Regions from separate parts of the Zea mays genome. Here region 1 is linked to region 2. Evidence: chromatin contacts called from public Hi-C data. All regions are on one chromosome and are shown on one strand. Each heading gives the region's core, a stretch centred on a gene start, on an enhancer-like site or on the middle of the called end of the contact. The rest is flanking DNA. Distances are from core to core; before and after follow the strand shown. Region 1 overlaps LOC100191506. Region 2 holds the start of LOC100277012.

The links. Hi-C and Micro-C count contacts between places; a contact is called where the count stands out from the background.
Region 1: a Hi-C map of leaf shows a contact between it and region 2, with 4 times the contacts expected there. The contact joins the enhancer-like site here to the promoter of LOC100277012 in region 2. A contact is called at or near these places in 2 of 25 Hi-C or Micro-C datasets (endosperm and leaf).

The regions. Positions count from the first base shown.
Region 1 is chr10:21,953,137-21,959,812 of Zm-B73-REFERENCE-NAM-5.0, forward strand. It overlaps LOC100191506, which reads right to left. Exons shown (of 16, transcript NM_001136938.1): 9 at 4,555-4,659; 10 at 4,374-4,469; 11 at 4,194-4,286; 12 at 3,737-3,778; 13 at 3,609-3,650; 14 at 3,177-3,307; 15 at 2,960-3,086; 16 at 2,335-2,751. The coding sequence ends at 2,599. Among protein-coding and RNA genes, the nearest start is that of LOC100191506, 16 kb to the right of the region's middle. Within about 2 kb of position 1,380, at least 17 of the 20 cell types and tissues checked have an H3K27ac peak or open chromatin away from gene starts, as enhancers often do. A contact at or near this core is called in endosperm and leaf, where this site is marked.
Region 2 is chr10:21,821,383-21,828,151 of Zm-B73-REFERENCE-NAM-5.0, forward strand. It overlaps LOC100277012, which reads right to left and starts at 2,137. Exons shown (of 1, transcript NM_001150686.2): 1 at 745-2,137. The coding sequence starts at 1,985. The coding sequence ends at 1,029.

The DNA of each region.
Region 1 (6,676 bases), core at 130-2,629, 130 kb after region 2:
GAGCCGCGCGCGCGCCTCGTGTGCACCGCGCCAGGCCTTCGCGCCCTCGCCCCTGGAGGAGGCCGCGCCGGGCGCCTGGTGGGGAGCCGCACCGAGCGCTCCCAGGAGCCAGCCGCCAAGCCAGCCGCCGTGGAGGCCACGCCGAGCGCCGCTGTCGGGCCGCGCCAGGCTCGCGCTCTGCCAGCCGCCTGGCCGGGCGCCAGGTCGGGAGCCGTGCCCGCGCCGAGCGCCAGGGCGTGTGCGCCTGGCCGACCAGCCAAGTGCCGCGCCGAGCACTGGCTTTGATGCGCAGAGCGCCGGCCATGCCACTGCAGGGCGCGCCCGCACCAGGGCTTGCCGCGCCTCACCCCATCCCCTCCCCCCATATGGCCGACGTGGCGGCCAGATCGAGGGCCGTTAGGCCCTCCGATTGGAGGAGGAAGATGGGGCCACCCCATTTGGGTGATGGCCGGTGAAGATGATGCGGCCTCTCGGGGCATCAACAGCGCGAGCAGGCTGTCCTCGACGGGCAGCGATGGTCCCGATGACCATGGGCGCCGGTGGAGATGAAGAACGGCGAGTAACTGCCTCTGCAGTGGGTGGAGGCGGCGGCGGTGCCTCCAAATCGACGTCCATAGGAGCGGATGCAGACGATCCCACGTCAACCACCGGCACCGGTGGCGATGGGGATGCAGTGGGGAGTCCACACTCCACCACCGGCAGCGGAACCACCGCTGTCCATCCATGGATGACGCAGAAGTGCACATTTTGCACTTGCACACGGCGTTCAGGGATCGCGTGCACCGGTGGAAGCGCTGCGGCTTGCCCAACGGTGAACGCTTCCAACATCGCATCATCAACAATATGAAGAACTTCGCGCATACGGCGTATGCGCATGGAAACGGTATGTTCCATACCTTGTTGTTGATGTGCAGATCGATCTTGCTGTTCTTGTCAAGAACAGCGTGTTCTTCCTTTTCCCCTTCTCTGATTTCTCCCTTGAGACAGTGCTGATAACGTGTTGCGCTCTATTGCAGTGCTCAGTGGCAAAATGGAGAGGACAGAGACAAATGACAGCGGATTGATTCTTTATTGCAGAGATAGATGTATATATAGTGTAGTACACAGGGTCCCCAAGGAGTGTGACCCTTAGGCAATAACTGCCACCAGTTGGGATTGATCACCTGTCAAACATTTTGTAACACGGAGAAAGGATTGGGCTTGGACCCTATGCGCGGGACACCGGTGGGACGCGTGGCCGGTCGCCCGCCCGGCCCAAATCGCGCTGCGCGATCGCGTCTGACGTCATCGCTGGCTGGCGCCGTAGAGGCAGTCTCGCTGCTGTGCAGCTGTGCTGCGAGGAGCGAATGGATTGGATGCTGGCGCCGGCGGGTGGGTCGCATCGCAGATTCGCAGTGGTCTGGCCGTCTGGTCGACGCGAGGTGGGCCCGTGCCACCTGCGGTCTAGGGACTAGGCCACTTGGGAGATCAATTGGGCAGGGTGGTAACTGGTACGGTGAAGGTGATGGTGGACGTTGCAGGTCACCTTTGGTAGTACAATATATATTTTTTATACTAACCCTGCAAGCGTGCACCCTGGATCCCGGCCGCGACGGCCACGTATCACGTACTAGGGTGTGTTTGGTTTGGCTTTTGGCTTTGGCTTTTACCCCCTAAAAGCCAAAAGCCAACCAAAGGGCTGGATCCAGGAAGCAGCTTTTTCTAAAAGCCGACTTTCTCGTAGTGCAAAACTGAAAGCACCCCCGGACCTGCTTTTAGTGGCTTTTGGATGGAACTGTGAAAACATATATCGAAGAACTTTTAACGAATTTTAGTGGTTTCCACCAAACGATTTTTAGCTTTTTAACAGCACACAGCCTATAGCAGCTTTTTCCACAGCTCACAGCCCACAGCAACTTTTTCCACAGCCACAGCCCAACCAAACAGACCCCTAGTATGCTGGAAGGCAATTCACGGGAGCCACCGATCGATCGAGCTACCCGCGTACGTAGGCCGGTAGGTCGATATTCTTGTGCTTCTGGTAAATCAACCATTTTTAGCATTGACCAAGTATTTTTAGCTTTCATCCTACCTCTTTTTTTTTCTTTGCCCTCCGCTACTGGGAAGTAATATTATAGGAATATAAGCTGTCCAACTTCTGTGAGGTGTATGTTATTTTTCAACATATATACTGATGTATAAAATATACGTGCATGGCATCGTACTACGGTGGGTGACAGGCTGCCTTTGTTCATCACATTTTTGTCTCCCAAAGTTTAGGTTCATCAATCACTTCATATTCCAGTATTCGGGGAAGTTGTATGGCGCATTACAGCTTAATCTGGACAACAAACTCCCAGTAATAATTTTACCATAAGAATGCTGTGGAAAACAGCAAAGATGGACCAACCAATTCCTGTAATTATACAGTAGGGCCTGAAGTAAACCAGGTCAGTTGTTAGTTGACGATAACATGAACATTTCAGTCCAGGTACTCGGTTGCAGCGGAGATGCCACATGTTAAGCAACACTTCCTGGGATAACAAACGCTGAGATGGATTTTCCGAGCTCAAAAACTACGTACGTGATTTTCTGCGGCGCACCCTAGTTTCAGCGATCCTATATGCGGATGATGGAGGCATTGGTCTTGTCGATGCCCTCGTTGTAGTAAAGCTCCACAAATGTGCCCCCGCCAATACCCTTCGCCAACCTCCCAGGGTTCACACAGATAAACCGTCTGTCGTCGTCGCTACCTTCTCCAAGGGAGAGCACCTGCGCAAACATAGTACCTGTTTAGCATCACCCCATTCAGAAGTAAAGGAAGTGACTTTATTATAAACGACAGACATGTGGATGCACTTGGCTTCTGAACAACGAGCTCACGGGTGGGCAGGATTCGAACGATATATATTGACTGATATCAATTAGAATTCTACAAGAGATGCGCTGCCCTGTACTGCGCTGCAAATTTGTTGTTTACCTTCACAAATGGTGCGAGATCAGAAGGAAGGAGGAGAACATCTGGCGCTGATGGGATCTCCAGCGCTTCCTTAGCGAGTGACAAGTCTAACGGCACACCGGGGGCAGGAGGATATAGAGGGTAGTAACTGTAGGAAGAGCGAGCGCTACATCAGAACTTAACAACTGCGCACGATCTGTCCCCGGTGGTACAACGTGACAAAGCCAGATGGAATCACCTTTGCTGCTTTAGTATGTGTGAGGCAAGTCTACCAATCCTGTCTCCAGGCTTTCCGCCAGGTGGCTTGCGAGAAATTTCTTGGCCACTGAGCTGTTTCAGAATGTCCACTGTACAACAGCCAAAATTTATCTGGAAAAAAAAAGAGAGGAAAGCAAACATTATTGGGTAATACTGCACTTATCTGGAAAAAAAATATCCCATAAATGTCATTTAATAGCACACAAGGGATGAATATAAAATCCAATGGCATCTAGCGAATTTTTCCAAAATATTCTTTTTGAGTTCAATGACCATGTCTCAAAAAAAATAATTTGCAGGGCAATAACAAAAAAAACTTAACCAAAATAAAGGCGTACTTACTAGATAATAGACAAGGAAAACCATATATGTTTTACATGTTCCAACCATTATATCTATTAACATAGTGTACCTCGTTGGAACCGAAGAGACATGGATTTGCCAGAGAAGTAATCTGCATAATGCATGTAAACCTTTTAAAAACAAAGGTTTATCATTACTAAATACCTCAAGAGCGATCTTACAGAATAACACATATACCTGATGGGTGGTATCTTCTAGCAAATTCAAATCAAATGCAGGCTGCATGTAGCAACAGTACAGATATATCATTAGAGATGTTTGTTCTGATAACATTAAAAAAAGGCTTAAATAAAAACAACACAATGCATCTGCACATACTACCAGAGTACCAGACTATAAAACCTAGTTACAGAAAAGACCAGACCCAGTGTCGAGGGCTCCCACGAGTGTGTGTGTGTAGGAAAAGGATAAACCGAGACAAGCCTTCTCTCCGCAAATGCGGAGAGGCTGCTTCGTACCAACGATCTGGTGACTCAATGAGACAGCTCTCACCTAGTAGGTTGAGGTAAACTTGTTGCACTATGTCAGTAAAATTTACATCTAACTTCGTGGACATTAATTGATATGTAATGATACAGAAACATGCTCATAATTATTGAATCAGATCTAAATTTCAATAAGAAAAATTACAAACCTGAGGGAAAACAAAGTCATGGTGAGCATCTCGCACAGATGGAATGAGAATTACACGAACGGTGTTCCCCAGATACTGGGTAAAGTCTTGAATCTGAACAAAAAAAAATAACACACACGAATAACTATTGCATTTGGCAATGTGCCAGCATTACATCTTCAGAGATCAGCATTTGCCTACCTTTCTCAGAACTTCAAAATGAAAAATGTCATGAAAGCTCTGGTCAATAGTTCCCTTTTTTATGTCAGGATGATCAGAGTCAATGAAGGGTCCCATCTACCAAAAAACAATCGATGTGTACAGTAGCAGAACATTTCAAACATCAACGTGTTGTCCCATGTACAGGATTGAGAGTACTCACCAATATGAGAAGCTGAGGCGGCTTTCGACAAGCATATGAAAGAAGTTCTTGAAGTGGCTCAAACAACATATTATCGGTTGTTGTATAGGGACCTGCTGCGATGATCTGTAAAAGACATGAGATATTCAAACAAGAAAAATAAACATGATAAAATGGTAATTACTTAAATTAATGATTGTCCTAGTCTCCTTTGACTGAGCATGCCCATGCAATAAACGAAGTATAAACATACTGTTGGTGCCTTTTTGGGGCGTCAATCACTCAATACGAACCGACGGCGGTGCTCTCTGGTCAGGCGCGGACGGTCCGCGGCACAAGGCCAGACGGTCCGCGACCTGGCGCGAGGCTAGGGTTCCCTGCCTGACAGCCGGACAGTCCGCGCTCTAGGGTCGGACGGTCCGCGACCTGGCGACAGGGTCGTCTTCCTCCTCCTTGATGGAATCTAGATCTCGTCCCCTGAGGGGGAAAAGATCTTAAGGTGCTCTGGGTCGATAGGTCACCCGGGGCGTCCCCAGACGACGTGGAGTCGCCTAGGAATTAAGAGATCAATTCGAGGAAGAGGTCTTGGATGGATAACTAGATCTTGCCCCCCGGGAGGGGTGAGATCCTAGGGTTGTCTTGGGATCGGCAGGCCACCCAAGACGGATCTAGACGACGTAGAGTCGAATAGGGATGGAGGTGGATATGTGGAAGACTACAACTAGAACTATGCTACATCTACTCCTAGGGCAGGAAAAGTAAATAAGGTAATTGGTTCGATTGGAATGTGTTCGGGGGTTCTCAATCGGTCGTACCCCTTTATATTTATAGGGGAGGAGGTCTGGACCTTTTCCTAAGAGATAGCCAACAAACTCCACGTGATTAGATGGATAACCACGCACGAGATAAGGATAAACATCCGAGTTAATCTAATCTCGGTACACGCGGACCGTCCGGGCCCATGGGCCGGACCGTCCGCTCATTTTGGTGTCCAACATATGCCCCCTGCCTTTTGGTGGAGCTTGGCGAACCAAAATCATCAGCGAAAACTTCGGAAACAATTGACCTCATGAGGTTTTGTTCCCGAAGTAAGGACTCAGCTCGATGCAAGTCATCGGCTCTTGCGATCAGATAATATAAATACTTGATGGGACTTTAATGCACAGATGTCGTTTCGGATCGCATCCTCTTCGGCCATGTCTACCTGATCAATCTGTCAATAGGCAAAAACTTGTGGTGCCCCCCAGCCCAAATAAGCAAACGGATTAGGCCAGTAATACGAATTCATCGCCGTACCACCCCACACATGAGCAGGACAACACATCGGCGATGGATAGAACGGGACGCACCATGCTATCCCTGGAGGAGGATGACAAGGCGATCTTGGTTGTGCTACCCTTTGGGTCCGTTTAGTAGGCTTTTGCTTTCGCACAGGTCGCCCTTTTGACTTCGTTTGTTTTACTGGCCGGTTGTGTGGAACGGCCTTCTTCATATATTTGGCAAGCAACTGACCAAAAGTAGGGCCGACTCTACTGAGTCGTCCAGACGTCTTAGTAGTGTTTTGTTTCCTAACACTTGTATTGGAACGTTGTGGTCCGATGGTCTGAGGTTGCTGCTTCTGATCATCTGCGGACCGTCCGGCCATCATAGTCGGACTGTCCGCGCCTGTCTCGGACTGTTCGACCTTAGTACCCGGATCGTCCGGCGTACGCAGGACAGGTGACCGTGATCGGGTGTCCGATCGTGCTTGCCCCCCGGTGCCTCCGGTCTTTCTTTTGTCCGGAGCCTTCAGAGTAACCATTCTGCGTGACATATTTGGTGTGCGAGGATCACCAATGACGATATTTTTATTTTTACTTTTATCGGCCACACAAGGCCGAATTATGGCCTTTTTGCTCGTTGGCTCTAATGTGGTGACAGGAACAGGTGGCCTGTCAATTTTCACCTCTTTTTGAAACCTCAACCGGCCTTCGTTTATAGCCGATTGTATTTGCCGACGGAAGACGGCACAATCATTGGTGTTATGGAGAAAGGAGCCATGCCATTTGCAATAAACACGCCCTTTTAATTGTTCAACCGGAGGAATTACATGTGACAATTTAATATTACCATGTTTAAGCAACTCATCAAATATTTTATCACA
Region 2 (6,769 bases), core at 887-3,386:
AGGTTGGTTACTGTTTATATCTCTTAACCGACCTAGACTTGTGTCATGTAACTGACTTAAACATGTAACCGCACTCCTCCTTAGACTATAAAAAATGGACCAAGAGGCCCCAAGAGGAGAGGCGGGCCCAATATAGTGACAAGCATATTCAAATGAATACCCAAGATTTCTATAAAAAATAAAAAATAATTCCATTTTTTACCAGTTATAAAGTAGTTGATACGTGAATATGAATATGTTAAGACTTTATAGATATTATATATGCTAATTATTTTATCTCTTAGAGTTAATTTGGGAACCGCATTTTTAAGAAAAATTTGTTCATTTTATAAGGAAAATAAAAATTTCTTAAAACAATGGAGCTTTCAAATTAGTCCTTAGTAATTTTAAATACTATCTTCTTTCATAAATATATGACATCGTTGATTTTTTATCAAAAACTTTGACCAGTTATATTATTCAAAATATTTATTAAAAAAATATAAATTTTAAGTTAAATATAAACTACCTTAAATGATAAAACAAATAAATAATAAATAATAACTTATTATTTTTTAAATAAAACGAAGTACCATGTTTCAAATGCTGGCCGGCTACTGCCTAAGAGGGCATGCCATCATATTATACTAAATAGACTATCATAAAGAACAGATGGTATTATTTCACATCGAATGACTCATTGTCCTCGCTAGCACTGTCAACATAAACCAATGTTATTAGAGCCAATTTCCGCGCTGCTGAAGAATGAAGACTGAGCTTGCACATCCAGAAGCATCCATCACATGCTTTGTTTTCTTCTTCTTACATTTTCAAGTCCTCCCAACTCACTCCCATTCCGAAGGACGCTAAGTTAGTATACCTTACCAGGCTTCAACGTCCTTAATTAAGCCCGACCAGGATAGCAATCCGTCGATTAAACCATACCTTACGTCAGTAAATAACGCTCATAGAATAAAATACAACACGTCTCCGCACGTAGAGGAGTAGCACAGCATATTCGTTGCTTGCTCTTGACAGTGGTGTACGGTTCACAGGCAGCCGCCGAGAGTGAGCGCGGCCTGCAGGTCCAGCCGCCAAAGGTAGCTGCCGGCGGCGTCCAGACGCCACACATCGCAGGGCGCCACCACGGGGGAACCGACGCGCCGGGCGCTCCAGTGCCGGGCGCGGACGCGGCACGTGAATCCCGCGCAGGTGCCCCACGCCGGGAGGGCACCGCCGAGCACCACGGGCGCCGCCGCCTCGTCGCCGTCGTCCGCGGATGCAGCGCGGACAAACGCGGCGTTCCACAACGTGACGCGGCCCCACTGGTCCGACACGAACGCCGGGGCCTCGTCGTGGCCCGTCGCGGAGGCCGGCGCCTCGCCGTCGCGCCACGTCGCGGTCACCTCTTCCACCGTCACCAAGTAAGCTGCAGCAGCAGCGGGGCGCATCGCGCGCGGAGCCAACGGCCGTGCCGCCGTAGCCACCTGAGACGGCACGAGCTCCGGCCCCACTGTCGCAGGACAAGCAGCGGCCTTATCCTCCGCCGCCGTCACGGGCATGAGCGGCAGCGTTGCGAGCTGGCGCTGCTGCGGCCGGGGTGGCGGCGACGAGTCCACGGATGACGTCCCCGACGAGGACGAGGACGGCGACGAAGACGACTTCTCCTTGTCGCAGTGCTCCCGGCAGTCGCCCACATCTTGCGCCGCCGCCGTCGCCGCAGGCGCTGCAGTCACCATCGCAACTTTGGCCGCCTTCTTGGGCTTCCGGCCCCTCCTCCCGCCGCCTCCGCACGCGGCCTTTCGCTTCCCTCTCCCGGCACCGGCGGCTGATCCGGTCACCGGTGCCGATGCCGGTGCCGGCGCGGGCGCCATGGCCGCCGGCTTAGGCGCAATCGGGCGGAACTTGAGCATGATCCTCCCCATCTGCCAGGCCGCGCCTGCCTGCTGCGCGGCCGCGGTGGCGGCGTACCTCGGCGCGAGGCAGCACCCTCCCTTTCTCTCCATCCCCTCTCCCGACCGCACACGTCTCAAAAACCAACCAACCCGGTATGAGTACGAGTACGACACACTTCCTTCTACTTTCTCGCCGCTCGCACGATGGCACTATGGCAGTGAGAGAGATAAGATACGACCACCACCAGGACGCCGACGACCCGGGTGCGGCTTGAGGCCCGGCGCTTTAATACAGCGCCTGGGGAGGCGAAGGGACACGCGTCGGGACACGTACGTGTGGAGAGGCCGAGGCGCGCAGTGCGCTATCATTGGCCGGCTGCGAGCCACCACGTGGCGGCTCACCGCAGCGGTAGGCACGTGAAAGGCCGCGGCCCGATTGGGCACGCCGCGCCAATGGTTGTCCTGGCACGCAAACGCGAGAAAAATCAAACCCCACCTCTCATCATCCCGCTCGCTGCCATGTGGACCCATCTGACCTACCCCACTCGCCAGGATAGGGGCGAGGCGGCGACGTGTCCTACCTGCTGTCCCACCCGTAGAGTGCAAGGGAGCCTATACTTCGAAGACACGTACGTAAAGGTTCACTCTTACTGACGTGTGGGACTAGGCATTCTCGTTGGCCCAAATGTCGGTTCCTGGGGGTTAGCTATGCAGGAGAAGTTGGGCGAGACCACGAGGAGGAGAAGGAGAAGTGGACAAATGAGAGCTCGCGGAGTGTGCAGCGCTTTATGGTGGGGACTGGAAGATGGAACACGTAGGGAGGTCTGTGGGCCCGCCACCACTGCTTTATCTCCCTGGAAAAGACCCGGCCACCAATATTCATCACTAGCCCCACACAGGCACTTGCTATGTACGGATGACATTCCTCACCGATCAGTGGGCCCTGGTGAAGTCGCTAGATTTCTACTCTCCGCATCTCTTGAAAAAGTATAGTTCCGGTTATTGGATGAGCCGATCAATATTTAACCAAATATATACGAAAATAACTAATGATGCCCTAGTTTCATTGTATGGCGAAATAAACTAGAGGTACTATGCATAGAAATCGATGCAGTACATCCGTCATACCGCATAGCCCGACTTGTTCATACTTAAAATATTGTATAAGCCACCGCCAGATTAAAGCGCAGCGAATAAGTCGGGCTTAAAACCACAAAACACCCTTCCAACATCGGTCATATTTTATAAAATTTCATCAAGCATTTATAGAGCTCCGTCTCTCGGGTCCTAAATATTGTACCCCATATACTAGAGTCACATTCTCATTACCATTTAATCTTCAACCATTTATTTTTAATAATATGATTTATTTCCTAAATAGCACGATGTAGGCCTGACCGTTGTAGTCAACATTGCTTTTGAGAACCTAAACGCTCTAAATACAGTAATATTTCAAATTTTAAGACTATTTTAGGATTTGATGTTGGAGATGCTCTAAGTGGTGGCAAAAGTTATAATTATTTATCAACTTACAAAGCAAGATTTTTTTATATGAAAGTAGTAGTTCAGAATGGCGTGATATGGTGCACAACTGGTGCTAGCATGCGGATTAGTTTTGCCATCTAGAGACATTCCTTTAAACAGTACCCTCGCTATCTCAAATTATAACTTACTTATTCTTTTTAGACTTAGAGCATCTTATGATTAACAAAAATTATAGAGAAAAATATAAAATCATATAACATCGAATTAGTATAGTATCAATTACAATTAACAAAAATTCTGACAATAATTTGTCAGAATTATAGGCATTTTTCATATCATTTTAATTCCATAAATTAACATTATGATGATGACATATAACCAATAATTAATCATAGAAATCGTGATCTCAAATATATCCATAACAATATGGATCATGAGAACACAAAGCATATGAATCATATAAATATAATAAGTATATAAACATGGTTCATGTATTATTACGGAACAACTGTGTCGGCATTTCGGACCCGCGAGGACCGTCAACCGACCAGTGAATTTATTGCTGCGTGTCCCTGCCCAGATGGGTTGATGCAAGATAGAACACAAGCGGAGGAATGAGGCTTATATTATCTTGTACCGGGGTGCTCGTAGTAGGGGTTACAAGCGTCGCGAGAGAGCGAGGGCGAGAGCGAGAGCGAGAGGGAGAGTCCCTGCGTGCGTCCGTCTCCGCCTGTCTCGTCTGCCCCGTGTCCCTGCGTTCCCCCTATGTCCACGTCCTGCGTCAACGTGAATGCATCTCAGCATATGGACCTGAACGTGAACCCCCCCTTAGGAAGGCCCTGGACATCCCTTTTTATAGATACAAGGAGATGTCCAACTGTACAACGGGGTGTAGCTATGTGCTAACGTGGCTGGCGGGGAAGTGCCTTGAGCCCTGTACACGAGCTAACGTGGCCGTCGGAGAAGTGCCTTGAGCCCTGTAGAAGCACAGCTGTCGGCGCGGCATGGATCCTGCTAACGTTTGCTGGCTTCCATAGGGGGTTTGAGAGCAACCGACGTCATGGGCGCACGCGGGGAACCATCATTACCTGTTGCCGGAGTAACCTTACATGGGACACTGGTTTTGTTCCTTCATAGCCTGAGGCAGCTAGCTAGGAGTAGGGTAATGATGCATCCCCTGTAGCGTAGTTGGTCCGAGGCTGAGATCGGGCGAGGCGGAGACTTCTCCTGAGGCCGAGGCCGAGGTCGGGCGAGGATGTGACTCCTCCCGAGGCCGAGGCCGAGGCCTGGGGTCGGGCGAGGCGGAGACCTTCTCCCGAGGCCGAGGCTGAGGCCGAGGCCTGAGGTCGGGCGAGGCGGAGACCTTCTCCCAAGGTCGAGGCTGAGGCCGAGGCCTGAGGTCGGGCGAGGCAGAGCTCCCTGTTGCGCCCGAGGCCGAACTCGTGGAAGATCGTGACTCAGCTTTACCCTGGTGGTTGGCACCGCAGCCGGAGCGGGGCGTACAGTGCTGTTTTCCTATCAGAATGGTCAGTAAAGGGGCGAAGTGACTGCGGTCACTTCGACCTTGCCGACTGAGGCACGCGTGTCAGGATAAGGTGTCAGGCGATCCCTACATTGAATGCACATGCGATACGGTCGGTTGGGAGGGTGATCCGGCCGAGGTCGCTGCACGACAAAGTCTGCCCAAGCTGGGCTTCAGGCGAGCCGAGGGTGCGCTCACTGCCTGAGGAGGCCCTCGGGCGAGGCGTGAATCCGCCCGGGACTACTGTTCCCGCCCAAGGCCGAGGCTAGGCTCGGATGAGGTCGCGTCCCTTGGTAGTCGTGGCCTTGACTTGAACCGCGCTTTATCAGCTGTTTATGGTTTGTTCTGAAGATGTTTTCCGGTCGCGTTTAGGAGTATTGGGGGTACCCCTAATTACGGTACCCGACAGTAGCCCCGAGCCTCAAAGGGAGTGTGGGCACTCACTTGGAGGTTCTGCCGGATTTTTGCAAGGGGACTGGCCTCTTCCGGTTATGTTTGGTTCCGATGGGTGCGCGCGAGCGCACCCGTCGGGTGTAGCCCTCGAGGCCTCGGAGGAGTGGTTTGACTCCTCTGAGGTCTTAATTCTTTTTGCGATGCCTCGGTCGGCCTTGTTGTTCCCTCATGCGGCCTGGTCGTAGCCCGGGTGCACAGTCAGGCGCCGAGTTTTCACGCTGGTTTGTTGACGTGGTCAACAGTTCGACCGTAGCCTGGTGCGAGAGCAGCCCTCGAGCCTCTGCACGGAGCGAGAGGACGATCAAAGACCGTCTCGACTTTTATTGTACGCCCCTTCGTCGCCTTTTCGCAAGGAGGAAGGGGGGGGGAAGCGCCATGTTACCCTCGGAGGGCACCGAACATGGTGTTTCCAGTGAGTTGCTAGCGGGTGATCCGAGTGGACTCCCGAGCCCCGTTCGATAAGGGTCGGCTAGTGGCCCAGAGGCGCGCTCCAAAAGTACCTGCAGGTGATTTGCCGAACCCGGACCCATTCGATAGGGTCCGAGGGCTCGATGCCTCCCTCCGGTGGGATTCCGTTACAAAATTGTTCCCGCTGGTCTCGGAAATGTCCTAGGGTACCTCGGGAGCGTAGCCCGAGCCTCGGCCATGTAACGGACGTACCCAGGGTCATCCCTGACTCTGCGTGCTCTAGGGCGGCTGTCGAACCCTTCCGAGGGGCCAGCCTTCGAACCCCTGATCAGTAAAGGGCTCGGAGCCCGAGTGCTCTGGGGCGGTTGCCGAACCCCGGAGGGCGCAACCTTCGAACCCCTGATCAGTAGGAGGGCTCAGGGCCCGCTTCCTTCGCTAGGAAGGATCCTTTTTCGAAATATCCCCTTTCCCGGTCCCTGTGGCGAGAGAGAGAGAGGGAAAGAAAAAGGACATGAATTTAAATAAGGTGGCGCACCTTTTTGACGTGGTCATCATGGCGGAGGTGAAACAACGCCCGCTTCTTCTGTCGGAGGTGTCGCTTGCCCTGCCAAGGAGTTAATGCAACGGGACGGGCGATTTGCGGGGCGTTTGTTGCGCGTGCGCGAGCCGTTCGAGAAACGGAACACGGACGTGTCGTCTTTACTCCACGGGAGAGGGATCCCCTGCCGTTTCAGGAGAGGATGCGAGCCTGTAGGTGATTGGACCGCTGCTTCTGCCCGTCTGTTGCTGCAATTACTGCCGGTCCGCTTCTGGTCATATCAACCGTCGTGCCTGTCCCCGTGGCTGACTGACCCATGATCGTTGCACTCAATTGGCACTGTTGGGTCACACGCAGGGCTGTCTCGAGTCGTGGCACTGGTTCTGCAGTCGAGAAGTCATGGCATTGGCGCGAGTGGCGGTGCAGTTTCCTTGCACGTAGTAACCGTTGCGCCGGTTACATGACATGTGGGCCCGGGCCTCCATGCTG